2 separate regions of the Mus musculus genome follow, and region 2 is linked to region 1. Evidence: chromatin contacts called from public HiChIP or PLAC-seq data. All regions are on one chromosome and are shown on one strand. The core of a region is the stretch at or near the end of the contact, and the rest is flanking DNA. Distances in the headings are between cores, read along the strand shown. Region 1 overlaps Sesn2 (sestrin 2). Region 2 overlaps Smpdl3b (sphingomyelin phosphodiesterase, acid-like 3B).

What was found. HiChIP or PLAC-seq counts read pairs in DNA pulled down with a chosen protein or histone mark.
Region 2: an H3K27ac HiChIP or PLAC-seq map of microglia shows a contact between it and region 1, with 4 times the contacts expected there. The contact joins two enhancer-like sites. A contact is called at or near these places in 1 of 39 promoter capture datasets (neural stem cells), 2 of 115 datasets of contacts at active chromatin or transcription factors (microglia and pancreatic cancer cells) and 2 of 9 other capture datasets (adipose tissue and pancreatic islet).

Annotation. Positions count from the first base shown.
Region 1 is chr4:132,492,072-132,496,660 of GRCm38.p6, forward strand. It overlaps Sesn2 (sestrin 2), which reads right to left. Exons shown (of 10, transcript NM_144907.1): 9 at 2,393-2,537; 10 at 733-1,731. The coding sequence ends at 1,645. Among named protein-coding and RNA genes, the nearest start is that of Sesn2, 16 kb to the right of the region's middle. Within about 2 kb of position 2,675, at least 65 of the 459 cell types and tissues checked have an H3K27ac peak or open chromatin away from gene starts, as enhancers often do. A contact at or near this core is called in adipose tissue and microglia, where this site is marked.
Region 2 is chr4:132,745,580-132,750,249 of GRCm38.p6, forward strand. Smpdl3b (sphingomyelin phosphodiesterase, acid-like 3B) reads right to left here. Exons shown (of 8, transcript NM_133888.2): 2 at 899-1,112. Among named protein-coding and RNA genes, the nearest start is that of Smpdl3b, 9.3 kb to the right of the region's middle. Within about 2 kb of position 2,247, at least 202 of the 459 cell types and tissues checked have an H3K27ac peak or open chromatin away from gene starts, as enhancers often do. A contact at or near this core is called in adipose tissue and microglia, where this site is marked.

The DNA.
Region 1 (4,589 bases), core at 1,425-3,924:
ACAAGGTCCAAGATTTCTGCACTTTAACACTGGATGCCCTTCCCCACCCACCCAGGGGACACTGTCGGCATCATCGTGTCCCCTCTAGAACTTCCCCCCATGCTGGGGCCCCCTCCTCTCTTGCCCACCTTCACTGCAGGGAGAGCTTTCAAGCCTGGAGGGGGTACTAGTGGCTTCCCGTGCCTGCACGGGCGTCAAGTGTGGCACACTGGCCAGGCTCCTGTGGTGCCTGGCCTGATGGAGATGAGCTGGAGATGGCAGCAGGGTGTCTTGGTTTCCTCAGACAGCTCTGGACTGGTCTGAGAGGAGGCACCCATCTACTGCTGCTGGTGGAAGGGGAAGGGACATCAGAATTCACAGTTGTTTGCTCTGCAAAGTGCTTGTCGGTGGTGGCTGCTTCTGCCAAGTCATCCATTTAAATCCGGGAGAGGGGACAGATGGGACACTGGGATGGGGGTGGTGTCCCTTGGAAGGCAGCCAGGAAAGGCTGACTGTGGAATAAGGGTCCCCAGGGGCCTTCAAGGTCTTGCGAGAAAAATCAGTCTGCTGCTGATGGTTTGGCCAGAGAGCCCAGAGGAAAGCGTCAAATCTTAAGAAATGTAAGCCAATCCCCCCAGTCTCCAATGTGAGGTCCAAGGAGTGGAGCCATGCGGCCCAGGGAAAGAGAACCTTGGTATATGCATCTTACTGGGTGGAGCCTGGTGTCACCTAAGAAAGGCTCAGGTTTTTTTGTTTTTGTTTGTTTGTTTTTGGCAAGCATTCTTGGCAGAACCCAAGGGATAAGGAGGTCAGGATGCCAGCCTCCGTGTGGCAATACCATCTAGAGGGACAGATTGACTCTGGCTCCACAGTGAGGTCCTCAAGACCCAAATACAGAGTTCACCAACAGCCACTCCTTACTCTTCAGACAGCAGGGAGACCACCACGGGCTCCAACTCTCCAGAGACAGTGTGTTCTTTGGATATGTTTGGCCCCTCTCCCAGGCCCCACACCACCAGGCATGGGAGAAAAGGGTATGAGGGCAAAGGAGACAGAAGAACTGAACCCCTACTCAGGTAACCAAAGAACAGGCTGCCCAGCAGAACAGGCTCTAGGGGAACTGGGCACACAGACCAGCTGTGAGTCCAACTTTCACATTGATGGGTGGGAGGCAGGTTGGGGGGCTGATGAAACTGGAGAATGAGGAAGGAGGGAAGGCGGGAAGGCAAACTTCCTGGAGTGCTAGTCCCTGGAGGTCCTTACTCCTCTCCCACACAGGCAGCCAGGGGCTTCCCAGTCCAGGAAGGCAGCTTTTGTGGTGCCTGGGGCCCAGCCTTAGCTCTGTAGCCTTCCTCTGCTTTTAGGAGCAGGGGAAGAAAAGGGGATGTGGCCCTTGGCCTTTCCGAATCTTCTTCCAGCTCCAGGTACAGAGCTCAGACCCCAAAGTCAGTGCGACGGTCCTGTTCAGTCCAGTGAGGAAAAGGAAAATGTGGCTTGCCCTGATGGCTGCCTGGGGCCACAGACATGCCCATCCCCAGCATGTGGTGGATAGACATGAGACAGAAAGGGTCCTTCCCAGATCTGTCTCCAGACACAGAAGTCCTTGCACAGAGGACGGTGGACCAGGGTCAGCTGCTCCTGGTGCTGGTCCTGCGTACGGGGTAGTCAGGTCATGTAGCGGGTGATGGCGCGCAGGGCATAGAGCAGGGCCGCTTGCATGCGGGCTTCAAGGAGCAGCAAGTTCACATGAACCTGGGGATGGGAGAGGACGAGGCTGGCTGACAACTCATCTTCCAGTCGACCGGTTCCCTGCCACTCACTCCACCAGCGCCTCCCACCAAGATGCCCTGGCCTTTCTGCTAAAACTCAGCACAATCTCGTAGAGATGATTGCTTTGCCTCCCAAGTCTGAAAAGAAGAGCTTCCAGCTAACTGGTTCTAAGGCTGGATCAAATGTCTCCATCCATAGTGTCATTTTGTCCCTTGTCATTATAAAGGGGAGACACTCAGAGGTAACTTGCCCAAAGTCACACTGCTCCTACGTGAGGATTAAGACCCACACCTAGGGCCAGGTGGTGGTGGTGGCTCATGCTAGCACCCAGGGGGCAGAGGCGGGCAGATATCTGTGAGTTTGAGGCCAGCCTGGTCTACAGAGTGAGTTCCAGGACAAATCAAGGTTACACAGAAAAAAGTCTCAAAAAAAAAAAAAAACCCATACAAATAAAAAATCTGCATTTATGCCCACCTAACCTGTGGAAAACAGGGAATAAAGTGCCCAATTTAAATGAAATCTGAAATTACATAGTAGAATAGAATTTAACCTGGGACAACAGGCCTAGGTGTACCACCCAGCAGGACAGTCACTTGGTCCCCTGACTCTTCGGTAGCCCCTCCCACGTCCGAGTCACCATTACCTTCTCTGAGTGGCGGAAGTGCCTCCAAAAGAGGTTGTACATCCTACGGGTCGTCTTCTCAGGGTAGCAGGCCACCGTCTTGATATAGATTTTGAGGTTCCGTTCCAGGAGCTGGTTTACCTCGCCGTAATCATAGTCATCGTATCTGATGGATGGACCCGACAAGCATTGCTCATGCTCTGCTCCCAGAAGCAGCCTGGCTCCCCTGCCCCCACCCCACAGAAGGAGGAACAGAGTGGCCAGAAAAGCGAGAAGGTGGGAAGCCGCGAGAAGCCTGGTTCCTCTTAGAAAAACAGCTGACATCATATGTCATCAGAGGTAACCAGGCTCACAGAGGAACACTCCAAGTAACACTGACAGCGGGCGTGCGCTACTGAGCTCTGACTGTCTGCCAGTCATGAGCCCTCGAGAGTATACACTCCAGTCATATACAATACTCGATGTTCATCAATTTAATTTTCCTGAGATTCAAAGAAGGCCCTTTCCCGAGACAGTAGACAGTGACTTTCAAATGCGGCTCTCCCACACTTACTGTCCTATAGTAAAAGACATGAAGGTCAGGGAGGGCTAACCATGAAGAAGAATGGAGCGGTTGAGGACAAAGCAGACAGGGTTAATGCTACCTCTGGACCAAATGAGGTCTAGAGAAGGCAGTTAACTCATTTGAAATCCAAAGCAAGCGAGTGAGCATAGAGTGAGCAGCCACGGTCTCTCCCTTCCTAGTCTGGTTTCTATGTGTGCCTGGACAGAAGGCAGGAGGGAAACACCTGAGAGCAGTAAAATTAGGTGAGCCCCTGAAGAGTGCGGCTGGGTTTTATGGTTGTTGTTTGGAGAGTCCTGTAGCCCAGCTGTTGAACTTGTTAAATAGCCAAGGGTGGCCATGAACTCCTGATCTTCCTGTCTTGGCCTTTCCAGTGCTGGATTTACAGGTATACATGAAAATAAATCAATTAAAAGAAAGAAAATAAAGAAAAGTAAAGGAAAAAACAAAACAAAACAAAACAGAAAAAGTCAGGAGCCAGGGGCTCAGCTCCCAGCTGCAATCCCAGCATTAGAAAGACTGAAACAGACAGTCAGCTCTGAGTTCAAGGTGCCCTGGGCTACCATGAGACCACATCTCAGAAAGAAACAAAGTTCTCTCTGTATCTCTTGGATAAGTCATGTTATTTTGGGCATTTACCTATAAGAACATGTGTGGGAGAGTGGCCAGTGCAAACTGTTTCTAAGAGTAAAAACTGCCGACAGTGCTGGTGGCCAAAGAGGCAGAGGAGTCCCAGGTCTGGCCCAACAGAGCCTCCGAGCCGCCTTGGGGGTGGGGAGAGAGGAGAACATAGGGAAGGGGGAAAAGGAACAAAAGGAAAACCAAGCCCACCCTGAAAAAACCCTAAATACTCAACAGTAAATAGCACAGGACTCCTAAAAAGGCCTTCCTCAAACACCAGTCAGCGGACAGGCGAGACGGTTCAATGGCTAAAGGAGCTGGCTGGCAAGACAGATGACCCAGGTCTGATCCCTGGGGTTCCAAATGGTGGAAGGGGAGAACCAACTCCAGCAAGTTTTCTTCTCACCTCCACATGTAGGCTGTGCCTCACATGTGTATGTGTGCACAAACATGCATACAAAGAAATAAAATACACACAATTGTTTTGAAGTCAGGAAGAGATTTAACAAGATAAAAAATGTATCTCACAATTCTATTTATTCTGTATACGTGACCACTGTCCACACGCCTGGCTCTCGTGTATAATTTCCATGAGCTGCATAATAGGTTATGAATGGAAATATCATTATTTATTTAAAGTACTCTGCTATGCATCTGTGCTGTCCTTATTTACTGTGAGAAAAGATATGCTATTGGAAATTTACAACGTATGCACATGTTTATGTACGTATTTGCGTAGAGGTGTGTGAATGCACGCACAAAAACACATGAAATCATAAGCTAGAGTACTTTGTTTGCTGGAGTAGGTCTGAAAGCCCAGCAGCTAAGATGCTAAGGCAGGAGGATTGTAACAAGTTCAAGGTTAGCCCGAAGCATACACGTTCTAGGCTCGCTGAGGTTACAGAGTGAGACCCTACCCCAAAACATCAAAAATAAATAAGGAAAATGACATAAAACAACACAAAATAAAATAAAATGAAACAAAGAGTGCTTCACTCGGTCCACAAAGCCCTGGGTTTAATCCTTAGTCTTCCT
Region 2 (4,670 bases), core at 997-3,496, 250 kb after region 1:
GCTTCTAGAAAAATGTTCCACCTGGGGAGGGATCACAGGTTTCCCAGTGTCTCTCCCAGAGTCTGTATTTCACAGTGTTACGGTTTTTAAGGGCCCTTCCTCAGAGCCCTTCCCCCCAAGCAAGACCCCTCAAAGGAGTCTATTGATTTCTGGGCCCAAGAAACTGAGAAATGGCTGGGCAGTGGTGGCACATGACTTTAGTCCCAGCACTCCAGAGGCAGAGGCAGAGGCAGGCAGATCTCTAAGTTCAAGGCCAGCCTGGTCTACAAAGTGAGTTTTAGGGAAGCCAGGACGACACAGAGAGACCCTGTCTGGAAACAGAGCCCCACCCCAGTACCTGCCACCAAAACAAAGAAACTGAGGACTGACCAGGTCCTCCTGACACATTGCCATATTCCTTAAGGGGGTTAGCCTTTCCACTCCTCCTGCATGGAGCCCATGGCATGATCACTCCCATCTCATAATGAGGGACAGTCAAGAACGTCATGGGTTCATCCCAGCTCCTAGAATCATCCACTGAGACTGGCAGAGGGAGCACCTGGAACTGTCCTTGAACCTGGTCCTCACACCTGGGTCACCACATCCTGTAGGAAGTCCTTTCCTATGCTGCTATGTGGATCAGGTTCCTTGTGCAATTTGCATACCCCCACAGGTGGCTCCCTGCTGGCTGGAAAAGTATGGACCCTGGGCTCACCTGGATCCTCTGGAAGTCTAAGGCCCTCTGAGGGCCAGTCCCTGTCTCTACCATCTCAGTTCCCCAGTGTCTACCCCAGGACTGAGCAAGTGCCAGGCTGATTGGCCAAGTTCTCTACATCCTGCATATTCACCTGAGATGAAGATTAAAAGAGACAGAGGAGGTGAGGGGCCCGGCTCACAGGTGAAATCCGACTGCTCTTACCCTGTCCAGAGAATGAAGTCAGGCTTTGGTTCAATCTCCTTCATGGCATACAAGGACGAGTTGATAAGGGCCCAAGGAGAATCGCAGAGGTAGTCCCCCCAGGGGCCAGCATTTAGCACAGGCTGGGAGCCGGCCGACGGGCACACCTGGAGGGGGTCTTTGGATACGGTGTAGTTGGGGTCCAGATGCAGGTCGGAGATGTGCCAGAACCTCCCTGTGGGGAAAGAGAACCTCCCTCAATACTGGATGAGGAAGCGGCCCTGAGATAAACACAGGCTCCTCTGGACACCAGGTTTCCAGAAAAAGTTCTACGGACCAGCTCTGTTCAGCCAGTGACTTCTTTTTTTTTTTAAAGATTTATTTATTTTTTATATGTAAGTACACTGTAGCTGTCTTCAGACACACCAGTAGAGGGCATCAGATGTCATTACAGATGGTTGTAAGCCTCCATGTGGTTGCTGGGATTTGAACTGAGGACCTTCGCGGAAATACAGTCGGTGCTCTTAACCACTGTCTCTCCAGCCCCCGCCAGTGACTTCCTGTTGAAGGTTCTTACCATTGCCATCCCTGTACTGACAGAAGGTGCATAAGAGACGGGGTCATATGACCCTCAAAGTGCTGAACCAGGTGCTGGTTTGCAAATTAAGGTGAGAAAAGTGTATAGGTTTGAACAGTCAGACTCGGGATCCACCAAGGAGCTGGATGGCCTTGGGCAAGTTCAGTCACTCAGAGAGCCTATGGCTAGGTCCAGACCCTGCATACCTCAGTGAGATATGAGCAAAAAAAAAAAAAAAAAAAAAAAAAAACCAAAATTGGACCTGGGGGAGAAGGCTTACACACAAATGAGTTGGGAGACCTTGAAACCCTGGGGAGTCTGTGTGGGAATGAGAGGGGAGCACAACAGAGGATGATGGACTATCCCATGGGACGGTGCTCCTCACATGGGTGTGCTCACCACGACAGGACGTCAGCATGCACTGTGGGAGGCAAGTTTGTTATAGTGTTTGACAGGATTTTGCTCCAAACCAAGGGAATCTAATGTAACACAGAGAAAGGAAATAGAAGCCAGCAAGGTGGAGCACGGAGCTGCATAACCAGTCTCTCTCTGTCTCTGTCTGTCTGTCTGTCTCTCTCTGAGACAGAACTGGCTTTGAACCCAAGATCCTCCTACGTCAGTCTCCCAAGTGCTAGGCCTACTGGTGCACACCAGCACACCCAGCTCTCCATGACTGCAGACTGCATATTGAAAGTAGGTGTAGCCTCTGCCCTCGATCCAGTGTTCTGGGCTGGTGTTGGGAGAAGCCGGGGGAATTACCTCACCAGCCACCGCCTATGTAACTTCCTCCTCCACTTCCTCAAACTGTGAATGAAGCCTGCTTCCTTCCCTACAGGAAGCCGAGTCTAAGGCTGGGACCAGAACTTGAATGTGAAACCAAAACAGGCCCTGGCTCCTGTCAGTCCTAAACTTCTCTTCACAGGTGCTCTTAGGAGCTTAGGGAAAGAAAAAGACCTTGCCTGCCTTTCCTGACCTATGCCTGATTTGTGGAAAGGACCTAAAACTTGCTTACACTAAGGTATGAATGTCTGATTAAGCAAATCATTACCCCTCCCGTACGCAGTACCGCTGCCCTGCCCACAGCCCTGGGAAGCTTGGATTACTAAGGTCCACTTTCCTGATAAGGAAGCAAAGTTCAGAGGTCACCAGGCCTGAGATCACGTGGCCAGTGGGTCCGGTCCTATGGCTCAGACTCTCTAAGGAGATGTGATTGCTGTCTGGTGAGCCCAGTACCCTACTGTCTTAGATGGGTGTCTCAGTTGACAGTGTGAGCTTACATTTTGAATTTTTTACCCAAATGAAAATTTTATTTATTTATTTATTTATTTAAAGATTTATTTAAAGATTTATTTATTTATTTATTATATGTAAGTACACTGTAGCTGTCTTCAGACACTCCAGAAGAGGGAGTCAGATCTTGTTACGGATGGTTGTGGATGGTTGTGAGCCACCATATGGTTGCTGGGATTTGAACTCCAGACCTGTGGAAGAGCAGTCGGGTGCTCTTACCCACTGAGCCATCTCACCAGCCCGAAATTTTTATTTATAATAGGAAGGGATTTAACCTTTCCATACAGATTTCAACCCCTAATATATTTGAAATAATTCCTACAGGAGCAAAACCCTAAGCCAGGGTAAAGGGATTAAATGCCTCATTCTATTCAGCAAGTGGATGGGTTAGTGTACCTTCCAAGTGCCATGGCATCTGCTAGCTCGTGCCTCTGGCCATGCGTTAGGCCAAGCTGGCCAGCCTAATGCAACCAGCCTAATGTTACCAACTTCCGTCTGGTGTCCTCGGAGGACCCGGGCAGAGGCATTGCCCTGCCTCAAGGATGATCTTTTTCAGTTAACCACAAGCACCAACCACTTGGTCTCTCTGATGTCAGCCACAGTGAACATTTCTTCATTCCAGAAAGTCCTGGCTAGTGGTGAGGCCATACCAGTTGTCAGTAACTAGTCAAAGTGAAACTACATCCAGAGGCCCCAACACCTCTGAGTTGGGTGTGTGTGTGTGGTATGTTGGGTGTGGTGGGTGTGTGTGTCTGGTGTGTGTGGTGTGTGTATGTGTGAGTTGGGTGTGTGTGTGTGTGTGTGTGTGTGTGTGTGTGTGTGTGTTGCTGTAAATCAAACTCAGGGCGTCCTGCATGCTCTACTACTGAACATATTCCTAGCCCTCCCCGCATTGCCTTGTTTTGAGAAAAATCATATTACAGTGCTCAGACAGATGGCACGAGTTCAGGTGAACCTTCCCCCATTCGGCCTTCCAAGTACGAAAGGTGTGTGCCACCACTAAGCAGTTGAAGTAAAGACTCTTTTTTTTTTTTTTTTTTTTTGAAGAGGTTAGAGGGTGAGTGGGGTTTTAAGACAGGGCTTTCCTATGGAGCTCTGGCTGTCCTGGAACACACTCTGTAGCCCAGGGTGACCTTGAACTCAGAGATCTGCCTGCCCTTGCCTCTAGAATGCCAGAATTAAAGGCATGCACCACCACTGCCTGAAGTAAGGATTTTTTTGTTATTGTTGTTTTTCTTTTTCTTTTTTCTTTCTTTCTTTTTTTTTGTTTTTGTTTTCGTTTTTTTGTTTTTTGTTTCGAGACAGAGTTTCTCTGTGCAGTCCTGGCTGTCCTGGAACTCACTCTGTAGACCAGGCTGGCCTTGAACTCAGAAATTCGCCTGCCTCTGCCTCTTAGTGCAGGGATTAAAGTAAGGATTCTTATGCTGATTTGAGAGATAAGTCAACCTCCCTGACTCAGAGGTGGCAAATGGGACTATTGTAATTCTTTGATCCCAGGAAACTGGCTGTTAAGATGTATTAACCAAGGGGCTGCAGTGATGACTCTTCCAGAGGTCCTGAGTTCAATTCCCAACAACCACATGGTGGCTCACAATCATCTGTAATGGGATCTGATGACCTCTTCTGGAGTGTCTGAAGACAGCTACAGTGTACTCACAAATAAAATACATCTTAAAAAAAAAAGTATTAATCATCACCCCAGCTTTGTCAGGAAAAGAGACAGGAGGATGTCTGGGACTTGTAAAAAAAACCCACAAGCCCCATCTTGAAGGAGAGACCCTGCCTCAAAAGAATAGACAGAGAGTGACAGACGTCAGACACCCGACGCTTGCCTTGGGCATCCACACACTTGCACTTACAGAGGCACACACGTAATTAATTAAATCTTAAAAAAAATAAGAGCAGCCAGGCAGTGGTGGCGCACGC